3 separate regions of the Sus scrofa genome follow, and regions 1 and 2 are each linked to region 3. The links are chromatin contacts, called in public Hi-C and promoter capture Hi-C maps. All regions are on one chromosome and are shown on one strand. Each heading gives the region's core, a stretch centred on a gene start, on an enhancer-like site or on the middle of the called end of the contact. The rest is flanking DNA. Distances are from core to core; before and after follow the strand shown. Region 1 holds the start of ALDH5A1 (aldehyde dehydrogenase 5 family member A1). Region 2 overlaps KIAA0319 (dyslexia-associated protein KIAA0319 homolog). Region 3 holds the start of GMNN (geminin).

Region 1 (3,125 bases), core at 493-2,992, 230 kb after region 3:
TGGATCCTAACCCAGCGCGACCTGTGCCCTGACAAAGAGATGAGGACACAGGCACACATTCAGAGGGAGGACCATGTCTAGACAGGGGAAGACAGCCATCTACAAGCCCAGGAGAGGGCACTGCAGAGGAAAACAACTCTGCCCACACCTTGACATCAGACTTCTAGCTGCCAGAATTGGGGACAAGAAATTGCTATTGTTTAAGCCACTTAATCTGTGATAATTTGTTCTGGCTGCCCAAGCAAACGAATATACCTGCCCTCACTATTTAACCTTGCATCTTGCCTTTTATCTCTGGCCTCCGATCCTCTTAGCCTTCTCTACCTGCCCCCCGCCCCATAGCATCCATCACTTCTAACATATTTGTTTAGCTAGGTTTCCTTTACAGGTTAATCTCCCCAACCCCAAGTGAACTCCGTGGTGGGGTGGGCAAGAATTCTCTTGATTGCTGATTCCCCAGCACCTCCCCCACTGCCTGGCATAGCAGGTGCTCAGAAAATACCTGATGGATGAACTCATGTTAAGACGCCCTTGGGTACTTGGGTGCACCTCGTTGCTGGATGAGTATCTTCCTTCGGAGGGAGGATACTTAAGGGCTACGGTAGAAAATGACTTTATTGGGCTGCCTCTAGATGTCAGTCATATAATAAATGGAGGAAGGAAATCTCTAAATAGTTGTGACTCTTCCCTCCCCCTTACAACATTCAATTCTCCACTACTCTGTCAGCTAAGAGTATCTCTCTATTCAGGCCCCAAACCTGGAGAATGGGGCAGGAATTGGTCCTTCCCCTGCCCAGAGCCAGATTCTTTCCCCAGCTCTCTGCTGCCAGGTTGGTGACTTGAGCCCGGGCACCCACTGTACCCGGGCACCCACTGCTGTAGCCTCCTTGCAGACCACTGCATCGTCTCCTAGCGGCTCCGAGAGGTACTGCAAGCGCTCAGAAGGGTCGCAAGTGCTCTCACCTGCCTTGGCACCGCCCCCCTCATCACCCCGGCCCCCCACCTCCAGTCAGGCCTCTCTCCAGGTTCACCATAGAGTCTGCTCGCTTGTAATTACACGTTTGTGTTCTGCCATCCCTACTGGACCCTGGAGGGCGGGGCCGTGTGCCTTAATTCTCGGCACTGTGCTTGGCACAAAGCCGACCGACGCTCCAAACTTCTGTGTTGATCATCTCTTGTCATGTCACTCTGACTTTACCCAAGGTGAATCCTGGAGAGGTGGGGAGGGGGAGGTGACAGCTAGTTTCACTAGGAGGCAAAGCGGACCCGGCGAGCACTCACCTTGGCCGAGACCCCCTTCCAGGTGCAGAAAGCCTCATAGGCGGCGCGCACCGCGGCGCGGGCCTCGGACACCCCGCAGTCGGCCACCAAGCCCAGCTCGGCGCCGCTGGCCGGGTCGTACACCGGGAAGGTGGAGGCGGCCGAGAGCCAGCGGCCACCCACGAAGCCGTCGGTGCGCAGCAGTGCCGAGGAAAGGCCCTCTGTGCCCCGGGCATAGCGGCGGATCGGGGCCGGGCCTGGCGAGGGCCGCGTGGTGGCCACCAGGCAGTCGGCGCGGGGGCGGAGGCCGCGGATCGCAGGTGCAGTGGGGAGGTGCAGGGTCAGGCAGCCCCGCAACCGAAAGCAGGTCGCCATGGTCCCGGCGGCGGCGGCAGGAAGCACGCAAGCGAGAGCGCGCACCCGAGCACAGGGGTCGGGCGGCGGCGGTGACGAGCCCGGCTGGCGGCAGACGCTGGCTGAAAATGGCAGCGACGCGGTGCAGCGCCCTCTCCCCGCGCCCTTTGCGCTGCACCGACACGCAGACTCTAGACCTTGATCCTGACTGCCGCGCGGGGCTTGGCTCTCTGCGCGACCTGGCAAGAGTCTTGGGGGGGGGGGGGATGAGGAGGCTCGCTGGGAGATGCACCTGGGGACCGCCGTCACCTTTGTTCCTCTCGTTTGCAACTATTCCTTAGCCCCTCAACCCCTGCAGGAGAGCTGTTCCCCCTCCCCACAATTTCTGCAAACCCACACCCCGTCCCACCCCTGCCGCTGGAATTTGTCCTTGGTCTGTGGATGTGCTGGTGTCTGCCCCACCTTCTAAAGTCGTGATCACGCACGATTCTTCATTGCCATAGCTCCTGTGAACCTAGGGTGTAAACCTAGCGAGAGTTCGCCCAAGAGATGCAGTGGGGTCCAGCTTTCTACTGCCAGGATGCATTTCTGGATGTGTGTCTAAGCGAATAAGCTCCATTAATTGGGAGCAGGGGTGCCCTTGGTGCAAGCGTCTTTGGAAACAGATTTGGATCCCAATTCAGAATCTGTTGTTGACAAGCTGTGATCTGCTGATAGGAATGGAGTAGGCACGGGTATTTTTAGAAGTCCCAATAAAAGACGGGAGTTAAGGAAGGAAACTTAGGGGACCTTGGGAGACTGCTGTAAGTAAATAAATTGCTCAAAAAACCATCAGAACAAGGGAGGTTTGCTTCACTAGTGGAGCCCTGAGAATTGCCTCAGGTCTTTGGGTGGGGGGTGAGCTTAGGCCTGCTTTCATATTCAGACCAAGGGCAAGAGTCTGAGGACCACCCTTCTGCGGATTTGAATACACACCTTACCAGATACTGAGGAGGAGCTACCACTCCCAGAAAGGAAGAGGTGGGCGTTTCCAATCCCCACTCCCCTGGGGTGATAAAACTGTAGCCCACCAGATCCTCCAGGCAGAGCTTCCTTGCCTGCCTGCTTGCATTTCTCACAAGCACTCAATAAGTCTATTTCTTACCTATCACTTTGTCTCTCGCTGAATTCCTTCTGTGTGGAGACATGAAGAATCTGAACCTAAGTGAGTCCAGACACAGGGTGAGTGATTCTAATACAAAACTGTGGGTTCAAGTCCCAATCTGGGTTTAAGCCAGGTTTAAGTCCAGGCACATGGGTTCAAGTTCCAATCTGGGTTTAGGCCAGGTTTAAGTCCAGGCACATGGGTTCAAGTTCCAATCTGGGTTTAGGCCCATTTCAGGACATTAATACTGTCAGTTTCACTTCCCCAAGTTATTTAACCTTGGCCCTCTCTTTTGTAGAAAGCAACAATACCCACCCCATAGGTATGCTGTGAGATAATGTATAATGCTCAGTACAGTAGCTACATT
Region 2 (3,189 bases), core at 262-2,761, 150 kb after region 3:
TGGAAGAAGTGATGAGCGGGCCATGTGTTTGTTACAGGAGGACGGAAAAGCTCCCATCGGATTTACTACTAAAGAAGTTAGAGATTTTGTCATGTGGCCTGAGCCTTTTTGTGGGTCATATACTTTGATGATCACCCTCTCTTCCTTGGTTATTTGATCCTGAGCTTCAGTAGAGAGAAGGATAATGGTGGAGGAGAAGCTGTGTAGTATACTGAAAGGGAGACTGCCTAGGAATTAGCATCCTTGGGTTCTAACGGCACCTGTTGCATAGACTGTTAGAGGATAAAGTTAATGGATCATTTTAAAGCCCTTGGAAAAGTGCCTGGCACAGTTTAATCTGGTAAATAAGTGGCTATTGAGATAAATACATTTGAATTAGTTAAATGTTGGTGGATTTATGGCACGTGATCCACATAGTCTCGAACAACTTGCATTACCTTTGTAGGGCTCAGTTTCTTCATCTGTGAAGTGATGGGTTTGGTCTCATGTCCTTTCTAGGTCCATAATTGCTCATTTTTCTTACAAAGAGTCAGTGAAAGTGACAGGAAAGAGGAGCCAGAGAGGACAGCGAAGCCGCTGCAGCTGGTCTAGGAAGGCACTTGAGGGGCTGAGTGTAGACTGAGAGGAGAGAAGTGGATTTAAATGAGCATCTCCAAGCAGTTGGGACCTCTAGAAAGCACTCAGATTTTTTTTTCTTAGTCTTTGTTCTTCTCTATGTGGTATCTTGACATATCTCAATTGTATTTTTTTTAAGAGAAATAAAGTCCAGTTGAGTCAAGCCAATTGAAGGTATTTTTAGAGCAAGGAAACGAGCATTATTCTGAATGCCGATTTAGTGGATGAGTGGTTTTACTGAGAGTGAATGTTCCTCCTGCTTGAGTTAAAATCACCTTTTTATATTGAAATTGACTGTTTTTTTCCTCAAAAAGTTTCCAGGGGCAAGGCCATTGCGGTAATTCATGCGGTTACTATCAGAAAGACTGAGTGATGTGTGACTAATGATACAGAAACACTTATGACAACACTCCATCTCTTTATGACTGAAAATAGCACATACCAGGGAGTCAAGCAAAGCTGGTAGCAAGAGAGAAAATAGACCCAATCCACAGTACCCCACCTGTTTCACACAACTCTTGTCACCGGCACTTTGCTCAATCTGAAACATTATTTTCTCCACAGTGCCTACTCACATAGACAGTTTTAAATGTACCAGATCAACCCTGCAGCATAATACAGGGTATAGTTGTTACTTGCCAGAGAGACAAAGTGTCCTAGATAAAGTTGCATAAAGAACTATTGCAAAAGTGTGTTATTTTATTTTATGGATGCTAAGAACAAAAACAAATATATTACAGGGCAGTAATATAACATGAAAGTACATAATGAGACGTACTATTTCTAATTAACCTTTAGTGAAAGAACTCATGGTGTCTGCTGGCGATAACCTAATAATAACTTTACCGGAAAACGAAGTTGAACTGAAGGCTTCTGTTGTGCCAGTGCCCCCTGCAGGTGAGAACTGGACTTTGCTCTGGGACCAGTAGAGGCTTTTCGCTGGCATGTCCTTAAAGGGTCTTGACTAGTTAGTTACAACATTGATTCATTTTCAGAACATTGTGAATGTCGCTCTGGAGCGGATGTCACTCCAGAGGCTTTGATGATCATCAGCATCAAAGTTGAAACGTTTAAAATGGAGTGAGGGGATAGGAAATTAAATATGACACGTTTCCTATAATTGGTCAGGATAGAAAGTCATTTGTTTCTGATGGTGCAAAGCAGAGTGATATCTTAGAACAAGAGAGGTTTATACATACCAGCCTTTGGCTTGTAATGACCCACAGAGCCTGGAAAGAGTCCACTGTCAGGTAAGGAAGGTAGCATGTACACAAAGGTTTGTTTGCAGATATTTCGTGATAACACAGCTCTGAGGTTCTCGGGATCCTCACCCCAGCTGTTCAGACATGTTTTTTTAAAATGCTCTTTCTTTGCCAGTTCAGCACTCTGCTACTGAGCGCACATTTGACCTATTCCTGTGACCTGTCAAATGTATTCTTTCTTTTAAAATTATATTTTATTGACATGTAGGTGATTTACAATATTGTGTTCATTTCTACTGTACAGCAAAGTGATTCCGTTATACATATATATATACATTCTCCTTTATATTCTCTTCCATTATAGTTTATCACAGTTTATTGAGTATAGTTCCCTGTGGTATACAGTTGGACCTTGTTGTTTATTCATCCTATATATGATAGTGTGCTTCTGCTAATCCCAAACTCCCAATCCATCACTTTCCCACCCTCCTTCCTCCCCTTGGCAACCACAAGTCTGTTCTCTATGTCTGTGAGTCTGTTTCTGTTTTGCAGATAAATTCACTGAAGTCATATTTTAGATTCCACATATAAGTGACATCATATGGCATTTGTCCTTTACTGACTTACTCCACTTAGTGTAATAATCTCTAGGTCCATCCATGTTGCTGCAAATGGCGTTATTTCATTCTTCTTTATGGCTGAGTAGTACTCCATTATATATATGTACCACACCTTCTTTATCCATTCATTCATTGATGAATATTTAGTTGTTTCCATGTCTTGGCTATTGTGAATAGTGCTGCTATGATCTTAGGGATGCATATATTTCTTTGAATTATAGTTTCGTCTGGATATATGCCCAGGAGTGGGATTGCTGGATCATATAGCAACTCTATTTTTTATTTCTTAAAGTATTTTCATTCTTAAGGTGTTTGACTATTTCTCATAAATATTAATTAGTTCCCTATTCATTTTCCCTATCATAAATGGATCAAAATTTAATATAGATGACATTTGTCATTTGTGTTTTGTCCCTCATACTTTAATCACTAGTACTCCTCAGTGGCAGACAGCTTAATATAAAGACATTTAATCTCTTTTTGTGTCCTTCTATAAACCCTTAAGACAGAAGAAATGAATTGAAATCGTCTTGCCTTTTATTAAAAGGAGAAAAAGTACAGTCGATTACACTGTGTTAAAATTTATATGTATAGTAGATGCAGTGGTCTGGAAGGAAAGTCATCAAATGCTAACAATGAAATTAGGGCAGTTTTTAAAAAAAATTTTTTGTACATTTTCTAAAATTTTATAAGTTGTATGTTCCTATAATTAAAAAAGAAAATTTACATTAAGAAGATATAGAAAGCTTGTT
Region 3 (3,093 bases), core at 440-2,939:
AGTGCAGTGGCTTTCTAACTTTTGACTATGATCCATCTCGCGTGAATACATTTTATAAACCGTGCCCTAGGGCACACAAATGCCAACGAAAAAGCTTAGGAAACAAAGCTTCACCTAATTGTGTGATGTACCCTATTTTCCATTCTATTTCATGTTAAGCAAATGCTGGTCAGGACCAACTAAACTGAGCCAGGACAATGATTTCCAAACTGCGGGTGGCAGCCTGGGATTCCAAAATCACTTAGTAGGTGTTTGAAAAAATGTAACTGAACAAAACTGAAGAGATGAGAAAACATCAAAATGCATGGCATGTGAGTAATAAATAGTGTTTCGTGAAGGTTCTAATTTAGTTGGAGGGTTGAGTCCTAAACCGTTATGTGAAAAATGTGCTTTAGTATATGCCACGATTTTAAAAGATGAACAGCAACAAGAATCAAGTCTTCACGTAGGAGTTCCCGTCGTGGCTCAGTGGTTAACAAATCCGACTAGGAACCATGAAGTTGAGAGTTCGATCCCTGCCCTTGCTCAGTGGGTTAACGATCTGGCGTTGCCGTGAGCTGTGGTGTAGGTTGCAGACTCGGCTTGGATCCTGCCTTGCTGTGGCTCTGGCGTAGGCTGGCAGCTAGCTGCCAGCTCCGATTCGACCGCTAGCCTGGGAACCTCCATATGCCGCGGGGGCGGCCCAAGAAAATGGCAAAAAAGACAACAACACAAAAAAGTCTTCACTTGTTCATTACACTCCCGCCAACAACCTTACACCCTCACTTACTTTTTATTACCTAGGGTTTTTTTTTATTTAATTTTTTTTGGCCGCACCCGCAGTATGTGGAAGTTCCTGGGCCACAGATCGAATCTAAGCCGCTACAGCGACAATCCGGTTCCAAAACCCGCTGCGCCACAAGGGAACTACCTTATCTAATTTTTTAAAATAATTAGATTGAACTCTAGCATAGCACTGGGTTCTAGGAAATTCTGATAAACAGGTGAAACTAAATGTCATCAAGTCCAGTTTTTTTTAAATGAGAGACGCGGAATTCAGGGACACCCCTCGGGTCACCGCCAGTTGCTTACTGGTCAAGAGGGTGGTCCGCCTCATCCCGAAAGCCAGGCACGCCCAAGCTGGTGTCCTCACACGAACCAGCTGCACACAAGCCACCCCGCGACCCCGCCACCTAGTCCTGGGGACACAGGGAGGGAGAAACCAGCAAGGGGCGGACAATCCGGGCCGCGCGCCGGGGCCCTCCAACCGCAGAGCGCGCGTCAGGGACGGCGCGCGCCAGCCAATAGCGAGCGCGGAGGAACAGCGCGCCAAAAACCGACCTAACCAATGGGGCAGCCCCGAGCCTCACCTCCTTCCCCCCCGTCCCGGCTGCCGGGACGGTTCAACAGTCCTTTCACTAAGACTCCGGCAGCTGTCACCGGAGTGCGCGACTTCCGGCCGGCCGAAGCCCAAAGTGGCTCGTCCAGCAGCCTCTGCGACCCACTCTCTCTGGTCACCTCTCTCACACTTACCGGGTGGAAGCAGGAAATCCTTGTAACGAACGCAGGTAGCTGTGGTAGCGGCGCCTCGCAGAGGGTCCAAAACCAACCCGCGTTCGTACCCACAGGGGCTGGACTCCTGCCGGGTGGCGACTGTAAAAGAGTAAAACTCCACCCTCCGGCTCCGGGCGGCCACGTGACCGTCTGGCGCGTGACGGAGGGCGGGGCCACCTGAATCCGGCGAATGGCCTTTCGCCTCCGCCCTCTTCGGCCCCCTTCCCTTTTCTGCGCCTGCGCGTAGGGCGTAGCAGGTATTTGGGTCGGGAAGTCGGCGGTCTTAACTCCGTGGGTCACTTGTACCCTCGGCTTTTGCACTTCGACCTGCACTGGGAACTTCCTCCAGATTCGAATGTTTTTTTTGCTCTTTACAAGCGGGGCAAAGGTCTGCCCCCGCTAGACAAACATCGGGAGAACAAAATATTTTATATATAGTACAGGACTTGTTCTGTAAAGCCTTCGATCCACGGCCTCCTAAATGTGTTAAGACCGTTTATATTTTGGCGCTTTGTATATGACTATATTGTGTTGTAGTAGTGCCAGAAGGCCTAATCCTGCAAGGAATACTAATAGTCATCCTAATATTCGTACAAAGTACTGTTCTAGGCACCGGAATGCAATGGCTATTGCAATTTGAAGGAGCAGAAAAACCTAAGTGATAATTGCGTCTAGCTTTTTTTTTTTTTTTCTAGTCATTTCACAAACTTCTCAACTTTCTGGGCATAGTACATTTCAGTTTATCAGGGTATTGTTAAATCTTTTTTTACACCAACCATAGCTATTAATACAAGTCTTTTTTCCCATTTCTTAACTTTGGTGGGATTGTCATTCTCAGAAGGAAAGAAGTATCTCCTGACTATGCTTAGCACCGCCTTTAGGAAATGTTTTGTTAGCCCCATACCCTGCCATCCTGCGTGCCCACCTCCTGCCACCTGCACCACTGGAATTCTTTTTGAAAGAGCTCAAAGTATACAAAGCATAGTCCTAGGATTCTAGTTTTCTTTGGGGGAAAATGTAGCGTGAAAATCTAAATTCTAAATAAGGGAAACAATCCATTGGTTGGAGAGCTATCCCTAGACGACTGTGTTTCCAGAGTAAAAATTCTGATGATCAGCGTGGTAAGTATAAGTACTGTGTAATTTGACTTTGAAACACCAGCCAGTCAAAGTAGTAAATCTGACTTCTAATTTCTTCGTTCAGCCACGTGGTAAAAAGACATCACTGATGAAAAGAGCCCGAATAGTAAGTATATATTAAAAATATATAAAAAGTTACATTCAGGTAGTCTGTACTAAGTATAGCATAAAGCAGAGTACCTAATGTTATTTCTTTCCAGAACGAAAAAGCTGGGAGAGAAAAATGTCTTCCATATGAAAGTGATAACCAAACCAGAAGGCTAGAACCTAGAGGTTACCATAGTTAGAAATCTACAGAGGCAATAAGAGAATTGAGTTTCTAGATGTATCATGAAGCCCACCTACCCCCAATGTTATATGTAGTTGCTAATACTATTGGTTAGTTTTGGAAAGGCATGGAGAGACTTTTACTTTATTCATT

What was found. Promoter capture Hi-C pulls out the DNA fragments that hold promoters and counts their contacts. Hi-C and Micro-C count contacts between places; a contact is called where the count stands out from the background.
Region 1: a Hi-C map of liver shows a contact between it and region 3, with 4 times the contacts expected there. The contact joins the promoter of ALDH5A1 here to the promoter of GMNN in region 3. A contact is called at or near these places in 2 of 5 promoter capture datasets (fetal liver and liver) and 4 of 47 Hi-C or Micro-C datasets (alveolar macrophages, heart right ventricle and liver).
Region 2: a contact with region 3 is called in a promoter capture Hi-C map of liver, with 7 times the contacts expected there. The contact joins the enhancer-like site here to the promoter of GMNN in region 3. A contact is called at or near these places in 2 of 5 promoter capture datasets (fetal liver and liver), 31 of 47 Hi-C or Micro-C datasets (adipocytes, adipose tissue, alveolar macrophages and 17 more) and 2 of 2 datasets of contacts at active chromatin or transcription factors (alveolar macrophages and skeletal muscle).

What each region holds. Positions count from the first base shown.
Region 1 is chr7:19,350,102-19,353,226 of Sscrofa11.1, reverse strand. ALDH5A1 (aldehyde dehydrogenase 5 family member A1) reads right to left here and starts at 1,742. Exons shown (of 10, transcript NM_001244467.1): 1 at 1,282-1,742. The coding sequence starts at 1,635. All of the region lies in intron 1 of GPLD1 (phosphatidylinositol-glycan-specific phospholipase D), which reads left to right.
Region 2 is chr7:19,430,308-19,433,496 of Sscrofa11.1, reverse strand. KIAA0319 (dyslexia-associated protein KIAA0319 homolog) reads left to right here. Exons shown (of 22, transcript XM_005665630.3): 5 at 1,414-1,512. Among named protein-coding and RNA genes, the nearest start is that of KIAA0319, 56 kb to the left of the region's middle. Within about 2 kb of position 1,511, at least 5 of the 83 cell types and tissues checked have an H3K27ac peak or open chromatin away from gene starts, as enhancers often do. A contact at or near this core is called in adipose tissue and liver, where this site is marked.
Region 3 is chr7:19,584,564-19,587,656 of Sscrofa11.1, reverse strand. GMNN (geminin) reads right to left here and starts at 1,689. Exons shown (of 7, transcript XM_003128203.5): 1 at 1,513-1,689.